Linked DNA regions of Danio rerio: region 2 is linked to region 1. A link is a contact called in public HiCAR-type data. All regions are on one chromosome and are shown on one strand. The core of a region is the stretch at or near the end of the contact, and the rest is flanking DNA. Distances in the headings are between cores, read along the strand shown. Region 1 overlaps kif2c (kinesin family member 2C). Region 2 has its middle 6.6 kb from the start of klhl20.

Evidence for each region. HiCAR-type assays count read pairs that join an accessible place to other places.
Region 2: a contact with region 1 is called in a HiCAR-type map of caudal fin, with 6 times the contacts expected there. The contact joins two enhancer-like sites. A contact is called at or near these places in 3 of 18 Hi-C or Micro-C datasets (embryo and hematopoietic stem cells) and 1 of 4 datasets of contacts at active chromatin or transcription factors (caudal fin).

What each region holds. Positions count from the first base shown.
Region 1 is chr2:36,920,537-36,927,946 of GRCz12tu, forward strand. kif2c (kinesin family member 2C) reads left to right here. Exons shown (of 21, transcript NM_001114593.1): 21 at 2,018-2,281. The coding sequence ends at 2,082. Among named protein-coding and RNA genes, the nearest start is that of kif2c, 25 kb to the left of the region's middle. Within about 2 kb of position 2,700, at least 5 of the 62 cell types and tissues checked have an H3K27ac peak or open chromatin away from gene starts, as enhancers often do.
Region 2 is chr2:37,075,117-37,081,871 of GRCz12tu, forward strand. No RefSeq gene overlaps it. Among named protein-coding and RNA genes, the nearest start is that of klhl20, 6.6 kb to the right of the region's middle. Within about 2 kb of position 4,660, at least 23 of the 62 cell types and tissues checked have an H3K27ac peak or open chromatin away from gene starts, as enhancers often do.

The DNA of each region.
Region 1 (7,410 bases), core at 1,450-3,949:
GTGATCAGTTTATTAGACTTTTATATTCCCTTCCATACTTTTGAATGTGTATATGAATACTCAACAAAAATGTATGTTATGATGTCCCCAGAGCATGCGCTGGTACATCTTTCAGCCTGGTTAGAACAATGCTGTTTACAGTTAAACATTACTAAAACAGTGTGTATTTTCTAAGAATGATAGGTTAAGTTTAGTACCAGATGTATTTGTATCAGGGAAAAGATTACAAGTTGTATCTGAGTACAAGTACATTGGTGTTTTGGTAGATTCAAAACTATCATTCAGGTCACAGGTTAAAAAGGTATGTTGCCGGATAAGATTCAGTTTTGCAAATTTTAGATTTATTTATTATGTGAGGTTGCCCTAATCTATTTACACTCAATGATCATTTCTCATATCACTTATTGTTTCACCACTTGGTCCCAAGCTAGCATTACTAATTTAAAGCCACTTGAATCATAGTAAAAATCTTTAAAAACCCTTGATAAGAAATCAATTCAATTTTACCATTATTCAATATTAAAGAAATACAACTTGCTTAGTTGGTGAAAACCTAATTAAATATGCACATGTTTACTGTTTAAGACTTTACATAATCTGACTTTACCACTAAATCAAGGAAAGTTAGAACTCCTCACTGAACTACTAGGGGTGGTGAAAGAGAGGATTGTATTATTCCCCCAAAAAAGTTAATTCAGTTTGTCTGTGATTTCAGTGAAAGCTGCTTGGGATTGGAATTCAATCCAATCAACTAGGGTTGTCGATACGATACCCAAAAATGTTTCGATACTATACCAGCTGAAGTATAGTGATACCAAATAGTATTGCGATACTGTAACTTAAATCTATTAAATAAAGAAAATTGTCAGAAATACTATATTTTAAAATGTTAAATAGGCCTACTTAAATTGATTTCATAATTCCTATATTAATGAAAAATGTCACTTTATCTAAAAAGTATTAGTTTATTTTGTTTATTTTGTAGATAACTGACCAGCAAAATACACATTCAAATAAAGATACAAATTATAGCAAATTAAATTAGTTAAAGCATTTCTCCCAAAAAAATAAAAAATAGGCTATGTGAAGTAGTCAAATGTTTTTCAACGTTTCCTGTTGCTATTTTGGGGTTTTTCAAAAGTCATTTAAAATTTCACTTTGAGTCGTTCTTTTTAAAAGTTTGTTGCGGTTGTTGTAGCTACTAAACCATATTGACAGGAAAAAATTTTACTGATTTCAGATTTGAACTGAAGCGTCAGAAAATGTGCAATAGGCTACCAAAAAAGGTGTGAATTCTACAGTTTTGCAACCTTAAAGGGCTCCAGAGACTATAAAAAAATAGTTTGTTTCACAAACGTGCAAGCATTTTAGTGACTTTTCCATGTGCAACGTTAGGTATAGACTGTGGATGACGATATTACTGTTTACAAACTACAGTGGCACCATTAGTATTTTGGAGCCATAATGTCATGATACTACCATAGTACTGGTAAACCGTGCAATCCTACCACCAACAATTAGAAGATCACTTACTTTTCGGTCTTTTCAGTTTCATGTTAAAAATTGGTCATTGACAAATCAGCATTGTCAGCATTAGTACTGTATTTTTGACACTTATTTATACTGTTTGTCTTTGGCTTTTTTTGTCCCCTTCTGCTGCCATCAATCAGTTTTAGTTTTGCTTTTTTTATTGTATTTTATATTTGATAGTATTCTACTGTGCTTCTATTTTAGGTGTGACTTTTTAATATTCTGTAAGGGGTCCACAGATGAAAAATGTCTATTAATTTGCATTGACCCTGTAAACAAATAAACTAAACTTAATCCAGCATGTGTAACACCATATAGTTACCTTAACATCATTCTATTCTATCCTTCTACACTTTTGGTTTATATAATAACTTGTTTGAGTTTCAACACACGTCGCAATGACACAAACTGTGTGATTTGAGAGGGTGTTGAGAAAAGCTGGCCATTTCCTGCTGAGCATTGAAATTGTTTTTTCTTCTTGTTATAGAGTCTTACCAGGCTTTGAGATCAGCTATTGAAGCAGAACAGAGGGTCAGAATGTCACCAAACTAATCTAAGATGAGATTCAGCGGCAACGATACCTCTCACAAAAGCTAATGAAACTTCAATTTCGTTCCTTTAATAATCCTATTTACTATCTGGCTACAAGAGATATCAAAAGATGTTTGTTTGTTTTTTGTACTGTTTGTCCGTTTTAATTGTTTTTGTGTACTGAATAAAGGAGCCTTCATTTTGGATCTTTTGTAAGTCACATTTTGAACGTTGTGTCCTGGTTTTTTCAAAGCCGTCTTCATCAACTCTCCCAGTTCACCTATTTGCATTTGGATTCATTTCAAGTCTCACCTTGATATAGAAAAAAATTCATTTTTATCATGATGATGCCAAAATGAAAGATGGTTCGAGTACTGCCTCATACCACCCACCCTTCCCATCACCCCCCGCACCAGCCTTGACCTCCAAACCGCTTCTATATACAAGCCACAACCAGTGTATACACTTGCCCTGCGAGCACAAGCTGACACATGACAAATCAAAGGCCTAATAAACAGTTCACACTGAACAGTTTACCTCAAAGGATGAAAATAAACTAAATCGGCCTGTGAGTGGGTGGCCCTACATCTCTGTGTGAGGCCTGGAAGCTCAACTGCTTCCTCTGAGCTTGTTGGGTGGCATTTCCCACCCCCCACCCCTCCCAAACTATTTACCCGTGCTTTGGAAATGCATAGCTGTGCTACATATATTCCGCTAAAATAAGGAATGTAAGATGAATGTGTCTTGTTCAAGCACCATGTTTGATGTACATATACTTGTGTGTACTACTTTTACAATATGCGTTCAAGACTTCATTGTTTACTGCTTGATTAATAAATAACTGTCATTCTGTAAATCTAGTTTTAAGTGTACTTGCTATTTAGCTTTTTTTGTTTATGTATGCCTTTGTTGCAAAATGTGTTCTGTGGAAAATGTTCTGAATGTTTAGTTGAGAGAAAATGTATCAACCTTTGGTTGTACTGCTTCATTGCTTTAAAAATTACTTTAAAAAGTTATTGGAATATAAACATTTAAACAGATTCACGTTCAGTCTGTTAAGTTTATTTTTAATAGTTTTTTTATTATTTAACTAATTTTTAGGCCTGAAAATGTCCTAAATCCACTGGTATGTTGTGTTGTAGGTTTAAAAGAAATTTAACAGGTTTCAATTGTCCTTTGTTCATGAGCTACCCAATTTGGCTATTAACACCCATACAATCACCAACAATCCATCTTAATAACACTTCTAACTTTTTATTTAAAAACAGTCTTTAGTTACTTTTCTTGCAGTTAAAAAGTTCTCACTTTATTTACTGCTGAGGAAACTGACCTGACCTGTATATTGTTTATTATTAAATTATTATTACTGAAGTAATTGACAGCTATGTGTTTTGTTCTATTCTTGGTAAGGGTTATAGGGTTTGTGAATGGATATATTTGAAAATTAATTAAAAAAAATATTCAAACTAAATTATTATTGTATTATTAAATATATCAAATTTTAATCATTTTTGATAAAAAATACTTAAAATTTAGCCTGTATAAATTAAACATTTCATTCATAATTGTCTTTAAAATGTCTTAAATTTAACTTGATGAAACCTGCAGATACCCTGAATTTTGTTTATAATGTATTTCATATGAAAAACATTCACTGGTATGAGAGAAATACTGAGGAAAAAATAGAATTCCACTAAAAATTTCAAAGTTTTTCTGAATTTACAATTTATGGTTGTGTAAAAGTATTTTTAGTTTTCTTCTGTAAGCTATTGATGAGATTTTTTGCATGTTTAAAAAATGTTTCGTCATCCAGAGCATGTTTGCAATGAAGTGACAAAAAGGCACCATGTTTTCAGACGTTCACTTTTAGACAAAACAATACCAATGTTTTCCTACAGAAAGTTAGGAAAGCAGCATTTGGTGAAATAACTGCACAGCAAATAAAATTAAAATTAAAACATTTGTTACTTTGAACAACTGTCATTCTCTAAAAAAAAAAAAAAAGATCAAATTAAAAAATATATTTTTATACATCTGAAGGAAATGTTTTCTGACCTTAGGATAAAGCAAATATTACTCAAGCATATACTTAGTAAATTCAGTACATACAGAAATTGGGAATTTTCTCTGGGTCTCCTGGGTTTTTTTCAGAGCACATTCGTTAAGTTAATGCTTTTTATAATGAATATACATAATGAATTGTTTTGTCATGACCCTGCATAGTCATGTTTTCATTGTAAGTTTCTGTCATGATGTTACAGTAAATCACACTGATGTTTTTCTTATTTTTTGTTTAGTTGATCTCTTTGATCGGATCTATTTGATTTCTATTGGAAAAAAAGAAACTTTGCAGTGAAACAAAAATTGATTTTTTAAAATTGATTATCATTCATAACCTAAAGGAACAATCCACCCAAAAATTAAATGTTAAATTATTTCCTCACCCTCATGGAATTTTAGGCCTTTACACTTTTTCACCCTCATGGAACATAAATGCCTTTATCCATATTCACAAGTTGTTTTGCTGATAATTGTACCCTGTAGTGAGCTGTTAACCTCAGAAGCACTTAGGCATGATCACTGAGTCGGTGAGTTGAAGCCAGTTGATCCCTTTTACAAATTGCCTGATTTGTTCACAACTCACTGACTCTGTAACTGTGGTCACAGAAACACTAAGATTAACAGGGACTTTCAGCAAACAGCCGCTGATGAAATGCCAAGCGTTAATTAAAGAAAGTTTTACGCAGATAACGAGTTTTTTCTTGCAGAAACTGTTGTTTGTTGTGATCTATTGAATACAAATGTCTCCTGCTACCGAAAGCAAAATGAATGCCTTGACTCCTGATAATGCTCTGAGGTTTATTGAAGTGAAATGATTAGTCTGTGCAAGTTAACATTATTTATAAGATGCTTACCTTTAATCCAAAGCCTAGGCAAGCAGTTCAAGCACATATGACAGTTTGGAACGTGAGTGCAGATGCAAATAAGCATATTTATATGAATTTACTGAACACTGAAGTGATGATGCTACATATTCATCATCTTTGAAATCACAGGAATAACTCCATGTATAGACACAGTTGAAGTCAAAGTTATTAGTCCCATGTGTGAATTTTTTTTCACAGTATTACTATAATATTTTATATACTTTCCAAAGAAAGTCTTATTTTGAATGTTTTTATGACAAAGATAAAAGAAAACAGTTATTAGAAATGAGCTATTAAGACTATTATATTTAGAAATGAGTTGAAAAAAATCTATCCATTAACCAAGAATCCAAGAGTTCACACTTAGCTAAAGATTGATTTTAAAGCGTGTTTGGCATGCTGTCACAGGAGAGAGCCCTAGGCTCGAGGATCTTATGATCTCCCTTCTTTTGCAGGCCGAAAGGGGAGTTTGAGCTCAGGTAGAACTAGAGAACTCCCCTGATGCAGTAGCTAATGAACAGGATTGCTCTTAAGACATAACTACATTCTAGGAGCATGTCTATGGTGCTGATTTGGTTTAGTCAATTAGCTTAAGTTGCATGTTTTTGGACTGTGGGAGGAACCCCCGCACAAGGAGAAAGTGTAAACTCCACACAGAAAAGTCGGCTGGCTTTGTAAGTACTAGAACCTGTGACGTTGTTGCTGTGAGGCAACAATGCTAACCACTGGGCCACCGTGCCACCCATCTAGGAAATGAGGAGGAGTTGGGGTGGAAGGGGGGATTCTTCAAAAGCGAAGATGGCTGTTATATGGAACTTAGGGTATTTATAGTGGCTTATAATAGTCTGATTGGTGAGTCATAAATTGGATAATGAGCCGTGATCAATAAGCAAGTGATCCTCTCGAAATTAGTTTATAAATAAACTTTACTAAGGGAAAAAATATATAGGGGGCTAATAATTCTGACTTCAATTGTGTATATATTTAGGGTTGTTGCCTTAAAGTGGCATTTTTGCTGTCACACATTAATATATAAAACAATTAATATAATAAGTAATGTAATCATTTTAATAAAGGTGGCTCAGTGGTTAGTACTGTCACCTCACAGCAAGAAGGTTGCTGGTTTGGGTCCCGGCTGGGACATTTGGCATTTCTGTATGGAGTTTGCATGTTCTCCTCGTGTTCACATGGATTTCCTCCAGGTGTTCCAGTGTCCGCCACAGTCCGAAGACATGCACTATAGGTGAATTGAATAAGCTAAATTGGCCTGAGTGTGAATGAGAATGTGTGGGTGTTTACCAGTGATGGGTTGCAGCTGGAAGGGCATCCGCTGCATAAAACATATGCTGGATAAGTTAGCGGTTCATTCCGCTGTGGTGACCCCAAACTAATAAAGGGACTAAGTCGAAAAGAAAATGAATTAATGAATGTGTGTGAATGAATGAGTATGGATGTTTTCCAGTACTGGGTTAGAGATGGGAGGGCATCCGCTGTTCAAACATATGCTGGATAAGTTGGCGGTTCAATCCGCTGTGTGGACCACTGATGAATAAGGGGACTAAGCCAAAGGAAAATTAATGAATTAATCATTTAAAAAGCAGTAAATGGTTAAACTTTTCCTTGTCTTTAATGAACCTCTTGTTAAAAAAAAGAAAGTTATATCATTTTTTTCTAATTTAATAATTAAATCTGTGTTAAACTTTTTACAGTTTTGAGCCAAATCTCAAACATGGCCTGTGGTGTGACTATTTCAAGCATAATTCAATAAACTGAACTTTTATAAATTAAAAAGGAAATCGTAAAATAATGTTAAGTCCATGGAAAGCTTTAGTTAAAGGATGCAAGGACTCCATTATAGATCATGCACCCATGAAGTGCTCCTGTTATACTATAAAATTAAGTTTGTCCTTTGGTGTGACAACCCTGTTTGTCAAATATGTCCAACAAGTCACAGAAAACAAAAGAGGTAAATTACTCTCACACTACGTTTATGTTATTAAGCCTTTTTTCTTTTTTTTTTCCCCAAGGTTTTCCCAAACAAAAGAGTTTTATACTACCCTTATATTTATTTATTGGACTCATGGACATTTATGGTTCTGAAAAAAGTGACTTGTGTTGTTCACACTCAAAAATTTCTGCATTTATTTAAGAAATGTAAAGCTAACTTCATTCATTTACTTTTCAGCGTGGTCCCTTTATTAATCAACAGTGGCCACAGCGGAATGAACTGCCAACTTTTCCAGCACATGTTATATGCAGCAAATGCCCTTCCAGCTGAAACCATCACTGGGAATATACACTAAGGCCAGTTTAGCTTACCCAATTCATGTCAGAGCATACAGAGGAAACCCATGTGAACACGTAGAAAACATGCAAACTCCACACAGAAATGCCAACAGAAGCGGGAACCAGCGACATTCTT
Region 2 (6,755 bases), core at 3,410-5,909, 160 kb after region 1:
TAAGGCTTTCTTCAAAAAGGAACATAACAGAAAATGTAATTTCACTTGTAAATGTTACTTAGAGAATTAATAAATTAATTTAAATTTTGTTTTCAGTTGTAAATACGAAAATATATAGAGAGAGTTTGTGTATGTGGTATTTAATAATTGTGTATGCATTAAGGCAAGACATGATCAAGATAATCTGGTGAATTATTGAATAGGAAAGAAATATGTTTCTTGGTGCCAGGTCTGGGAATTTCAGAAAAGGCTGATCTGCTTCTTATCGGCAACAAAGTGTCCAGTTAGTGGCAGGTCAGTGGATGAAAATATGTTGATGCCAGAGGTCAGATGAGGATGACCAGTGGTTTAAACTGACATAAAGGCAACAGTAACTCAAATATCTACTCGTTATAACCTAGGTCTGCAGAAGAGCATCTGTGCACACACAACATGACAAACAAAGGTTTGTTCTCCACTTGGTCAGTTGGTGGAGTTTTTGTTCCTTGTCACTGTCAACTCTGGCCTGCTTGAGGTCAGCGGAGCTGCTCTTCAGCACATCGTCCTCAACAGCGACATTTGTATTCAACTGAACTGCAGTTTTAATCTAACTAGAAGTACACCAGCATTCTACTAGTACTCTATTTCCTGCCTGATGTGCCAAAATGTTCAGCAATCGGAAATAGTACAGCTTTTGTATTCTTTTCCTGATCTCAAGCTCATGTAAAGCTGCTTTGACATAATTTATATTGTAAAAGCACTTTAGAAGTAAACAAACTAAGGCTACAGTTCACACAGCCTCGCCAAAACAGAAGATTGGAGAAAGTTTGCCTTGTCTGGTGATTCTTGAGTCTTGCTGCAACATTTTAATGGAATTGAAAATGAGAAGATAGATTCATCCTGGCTAGTGTCAATGGTTTGGTTGCTGGCTCGGGGTGCCTTGTTAACAAATGAGCATCATTTGAGTGTGACAGTCTTGTTACACTGTATGACACAGCATGTCCAATTACATCAATCTTTGTGTATGAATCCAATGTAACTTTCTTTATTTGAAAAATAGAATTATTTAGCAAAATATTTGTTTACTAAAATACACTTTCTCTTCTTTTCTGAATTAAATAAAACTGTTTAATTATTGTACAGTAGTCAAGTCAAGCATTATAAATACCTATAAGTAATCAAATCAAATAAAAAACCTATCTAATCCCTTCCAAATATATCCTTTTTTAGCAGAAAACTAATTTAATTACAGTAACTAGACACTTTGTAAATAATTACATCCAACACCTATAAACAGTGCCGGAGTGGGACTCCTTTTCAGCCCTGGAGTTTCAAGCATTTTAGTCCGGCCCACCTCAGTTCACAACTGACTATTAAAATAAGGTCATTTCCAATTAAGTTTCTAATTACACTATCACATCTTTTTCTAGAAAACAGCTGCTTTAGAACTTAAAATGTTGAACAACCTTACAGTTTTATATGTCTTAACAATAAAAATAATAATAATAAAAAAAAATTACTCAGGTGAGGATCGAACACATCGTAACGCAACGTGCTGACCACTGGACCACAATGACGTTGATACGCCTATGTTGCCGGAATGATATTTACATCATCTATACCTTGCAGGCTGCATTTTGCTCATGGGGCTGCGAGACAATAAATAAGAAGAGCGGAGCTGATGAATAAAAAGAGTGAGACTATGGTCAAATAAATAAATAAATGAAAAAAAAAGTGTGACTGCTGAGAGTGCAAGCAGCTAGAAACACCGGCCTTCGCGGTCAAGAAGCGGACCGGCCCACCGGGAACTCTCCCAGTCCTCCCGATTGGCCAATCCGGGCCTGCCTATGAAGAATTAAGGCTGTTCTGGGATTCAACCCAGAACAAAGAAGGTGTACTTAAGGTTGTCATACAGAATATATATTTAGTTTATGATTTTATAGACACTGAAGCAGCTTTGAGGCTGATCTCATCTGTAATTTACATATTAACTTAGGGGTCTGATTTGATGTCAGTGAAATCTTGATTTGCAGCAGTTGTTGCACCATTCAGCACTGTGACTCCTGATACTGTAAATGATTGCCCTCTGCTGGGAGACTCGGGCGATAGCTTCAAAAGCTCCAGTCACATGGTGCACTGACTTTTATGATCTAAAGCAGGGATGGAGAACCTGGAGGTCCACTGCCCTGAAGAGTATAGCTCCAGTTCTGATTAAACTCACCTGCCTGTAGTCTTATAGTAATTCTGAAGACTTTTAATAGCCGGTGTTGACAGAATTGTAACATACTTCAACTGTGATCTAATATGTAGTAATGTACAATACAGTAATATTAAAGTATATTAATTCAAATTCTTCATAACAGTTACTTGTAAATTGTTTGAAGTCAATATGATTGTTCGATGCTTTGGAAAGAAGTGGTCAACAGGACTATATTTATTTAATCAAAAATACACTAAAAAGGTGTGTCACGTTGGTGCAGTGGGGAGCATGATTGCTTCACGGCAAGAAGGTCACTGGTTCGAGCCCCGGCTGGGTCAGTTGGCATTTCTGTGTGGAGACATGCTCTATAGTTGAATTGAATAAACTAAAATGGCTGTAGTGTATGTGTGAATGAGTGTGTGGATGTTTCACAGTAATGGGTTGCAGCTGGAAGGGTATCCGCTGCATGAAACATATGCTGGATAAGTTGCCAGTTCATTTTGCTGTGGCAACCCTGGATTAATAAAGGGACTAAGGTGAAAAGAAAATGAATGAATGAATGAATGCCCTCAAAAGATAAATATTTTAAAATATTATTACAATTGATATATTATTTTAATTTGTTATTTTTTAAAATGTATTCTTTATTCTTGTTAGGCAAAATTTTCAGCATCAGAATGCACTTTTTTTGTGAACAATTGTTTTTATTATTTCAGTTTTTGTTTAATATAGAAAGCATTCAGCATATGACTATATCATAAAACAACCCAAAATCCCCACCCCTACCCAGATAGACTAGTTCTATAATAACAGAAGCTAAAAGATTGCTGTGTAAAAAAAAAAGATTAATTTTAAGCCAAATACAAAGTAGTAGTTAGATAAGGATAAATAAATAAATATTACATCATGAGATACATAAAGTATATATAAACAAAAAAGCTGTACATTAGAAGGTAGAAACAAAAGATTTGACAATATCAAAAGCTAAAATCCAGGACTTTCAACAGCTCCATGTATGCGCCCTGTTGAAAGTTCCATACAATTAATGTCCAGCAAAGACAGGCCCCATTGACATCTCATAATATGAGGAGGGATCCAGCGGCAGACCAACATTTTCTTAGCAGTTGTGAAGGCAGCTAAGAGTAAGTTCTTTTGTTGCATTAAAAGTGACATGTAAGAAAAATTGAAAAAGCATACTAGAGTTCTACATCTTTTCCTAACAATAATAAAACCAGTATGCACTTTTCAGTGTCACATGATCTTTCATTTTAAAAATGCTGATCTTTAGTTCATCTTATTCTGCCACATTTCTTCGGTGTTCCTTGCTTAATTAAATTCAAAAGAACAGCAAGTTTATGTGTAATGTTTGTCACTTTTATTAAATTAAATGCATCTTTATAAAAATAATTAAATAAATTTATTTATTAATTAAAATATATTAAATTAATGATGACAATGATAATAAAACAATACAATTTATATATATATATATATATATATATATATGTATATATATATATATATATATATATGGCGGTTGGTGGTTCATTCTGCTGTGGTGACCCCTGATTAATAAAAAGTACTGAGCTGAAAAGAAAATGAATGATTGAAATATCAATTAAATAGTAAAATTTTAAATTAAATTAATGAATAAATGAGAATTATATTCAATCATTTATTTTCCTTCGGCTTAGTCTCTTTATTCATCAGCGGTCGCCACAGCAGAATGAATCGCCAATTTATCAAACATATGTTTTACGCAACAGATGCCCTTGCAGCTGCAACCCAGTAGCCTAAAGGAAACATCCATACCCACTCATTCACACACACACACACACACACACACACACACACACACACACACACACACACACACACACACACACACACACACACACACACACACACACACACACACACACACACACAGGTCCAATTGAGGTAACCCAGTTCACCTGTACAGCATGTCTTTGGACTCTTGAGGAAATCTTCCCATCCGAACCAGCGATCTTCTTGCTGTGAGGCAACAGTGCTAACCACTGAGCCATTGTGTCGCCGATCATTAATTATGATATTTCTTTAATTAAATTAATATAATATTATATCAGTTATATCACACTTATTGCTGCTTTTTCAAACTAATTTAAAATGAGCTGAATCAACACTATTGATGAGTTTTTGAGGACAACTTTGTTTTTTTTATGTTCAATGCACACAATTTTGTAAAAACAATTAGGTTAGCTTAACTGATTTGTGTTGGGACAACATCTAGGAATTGTGTGAAATTCAGCAAATTTTTGTTTTAGTGTATATATATTGTTTTTACAAAATTATTACCACAATTTCTATAGTTTTTACACCACCCAACATAGTATACAGTGAAACAACCTGGTAAGACTACATCCTTAGCCTAATTGTAACTGGGGTCCTGCGTTTCCTCAAGAGTGGCCCTCCAGTCAGGTCCAGTGGCCCCTCCCCCACCCAAACCTCCTCCTCCTTCTCCTCGTCCCGCTCACCCTCATGCTCTTTTCTCCTGGTTGCCTGGGCAATGCCTAACAAAGCCATCATTTCACCAATTTCCACAGAAACAGGTGCTGGCACAATGGCCGCTTCCTTCTGCACTGAAAGAGAAGGTTAGTGAGGTTCATGGGAACTCGGGCGGACAATCTCAGGGCTGTCCAAGTGTCGTCCTTAGGCTCTGACATAAAAGAAGGCTAATTTGTTGTCGCTGTTTTCCCAGGAGGGGGGGAAAGGAGGGAGGGGGACACATTTTTTGGGGAGAAACAGACCCTGTGATATCAATCTCAGAGCGGCCGGGAGCACTGTTTCTGATGTGCTTGACATCCAGTGTTTTGCCCATGTAGAGTGACACATGTTTTATGTGTGCGGTTGTTGGACAAAACAGCGTGGACAAAAGCTGAAGTGATGTCACTGCTGTGATTGGTTTCACTGCTTGTTTGATCCACCCAGGTTCGCGCATCGTTTCTGGTTTCTTCACTCCTCAGGATTGAAATACAGCAGTTAGAATCTGGCGTCTGGATATTTAAGCTATAGGGGATGAAGACTATTGCATCATCCTAAATGATGTTATGAAGCTGCACAAAGCATTCCAGATATCCTGTATTGAAATCAATTGTGTTATTGTAAGTTGCATATTATTGTATATCATATTCTTATCATAATATCACATCATAAATATCATAATGTGTATGTTCAAAAGCCTTTATAATTAACTTTAACATATTTTTATGTTATTTATATTGTAGAAGTTATTAATATATTGAATTAGCAATATTCTTTTTAAAATTTTACTTTAAAAATATTTACTGTAAGTTGTAATAATTTCTTTTACATGAATTTGATTAATATTTAAACATTGATATTGCTGAAATAAACTAATTGCATAATGTATTTTATTATAATATTATAATATTATATTGTATATTCTATTCTATTATACATTATTACATTTCAAAGTTCAGACACAGCAGCAAGATCTCTGGTCGTTTATGGTATTTGCGCAGTTCAGGCTGATTAATCAGTGTCTATTGAGAAGGTCTTGTTTACCTCTATTAGTGGTGTTGTTTCCCCCCACATCAGGCTCCGAAAGCACTGCCTCCTATGGTTCAACTTGGGGGCCACCAATGCACAAAGTAAAACACTCTACAAAAGATATAATAAAACATGCCAGTGAACAGAAACAGGGGAGAGAAAGAGAGAGACTGCAGGAGAGGGGAGGGGGAGAAGCTGTGAGAGGGAGAGAGAAACACTTGTAAACCTGTCTGAAAGCATTCCAATAAACAGTCGAGGAATGTAGACTCATAGAATGTCTTTGTCAGTAAAATACACACCTTAAAGACAGACAGACATGCGCAGCAAACAGTGTATTCTCCAAAAAACTAACAGATACAGTTGAAGTCAGAATTATTAACCTCCCTGAATTATTCGCCCATTTTTCCCCAATTTATGTTTAACGGAGAGAAGATTTTTTTTCCAACACATTTCTAAACAGAATAGTTTTAATAACTCATTTCTAACAACTGATTTATTTTATCTTTGCTATGATGACAGTTAATAATATTTGACTAGATATTTTTCAAGATTTCTATACAGCTTAAAGTGACATTTAAAGGCTTAACTAGGTTCATCAGGTTAACTAGGCAGGTTAGGGTAATTAGACAAGTTATTGTATAACGATGGTTTGTTCTGTAGACTATCAAATAAAAAAATTGCTTAAAGGGGCTAATAATTTTGTCCTTAAAATGGTTTTTAAAAAATTGAAGACTGCTTTTATTTTTGCCGAAATAAAATAAAAAAGACTTTCTCCATAAAAAAAAATATTATCAGACATACTGTGGAAATGTCCTTGCTCCGTTAAATATAATTTGGGAAATATTTAAAAAGAAAAAAAAAGTTTAAAGGGGGGCTAATAATTCTGTTCATTGACTTCATTCCGCTGCAGGCGATTTCAGAATAATAAAGAGACTAAGCCAAAAACAAAATGAATGAATGAATGAAAATCAATTTTAAAATGAATAACATTACCGTAAAACACAAAGAATCAAAGGTCTTGTCA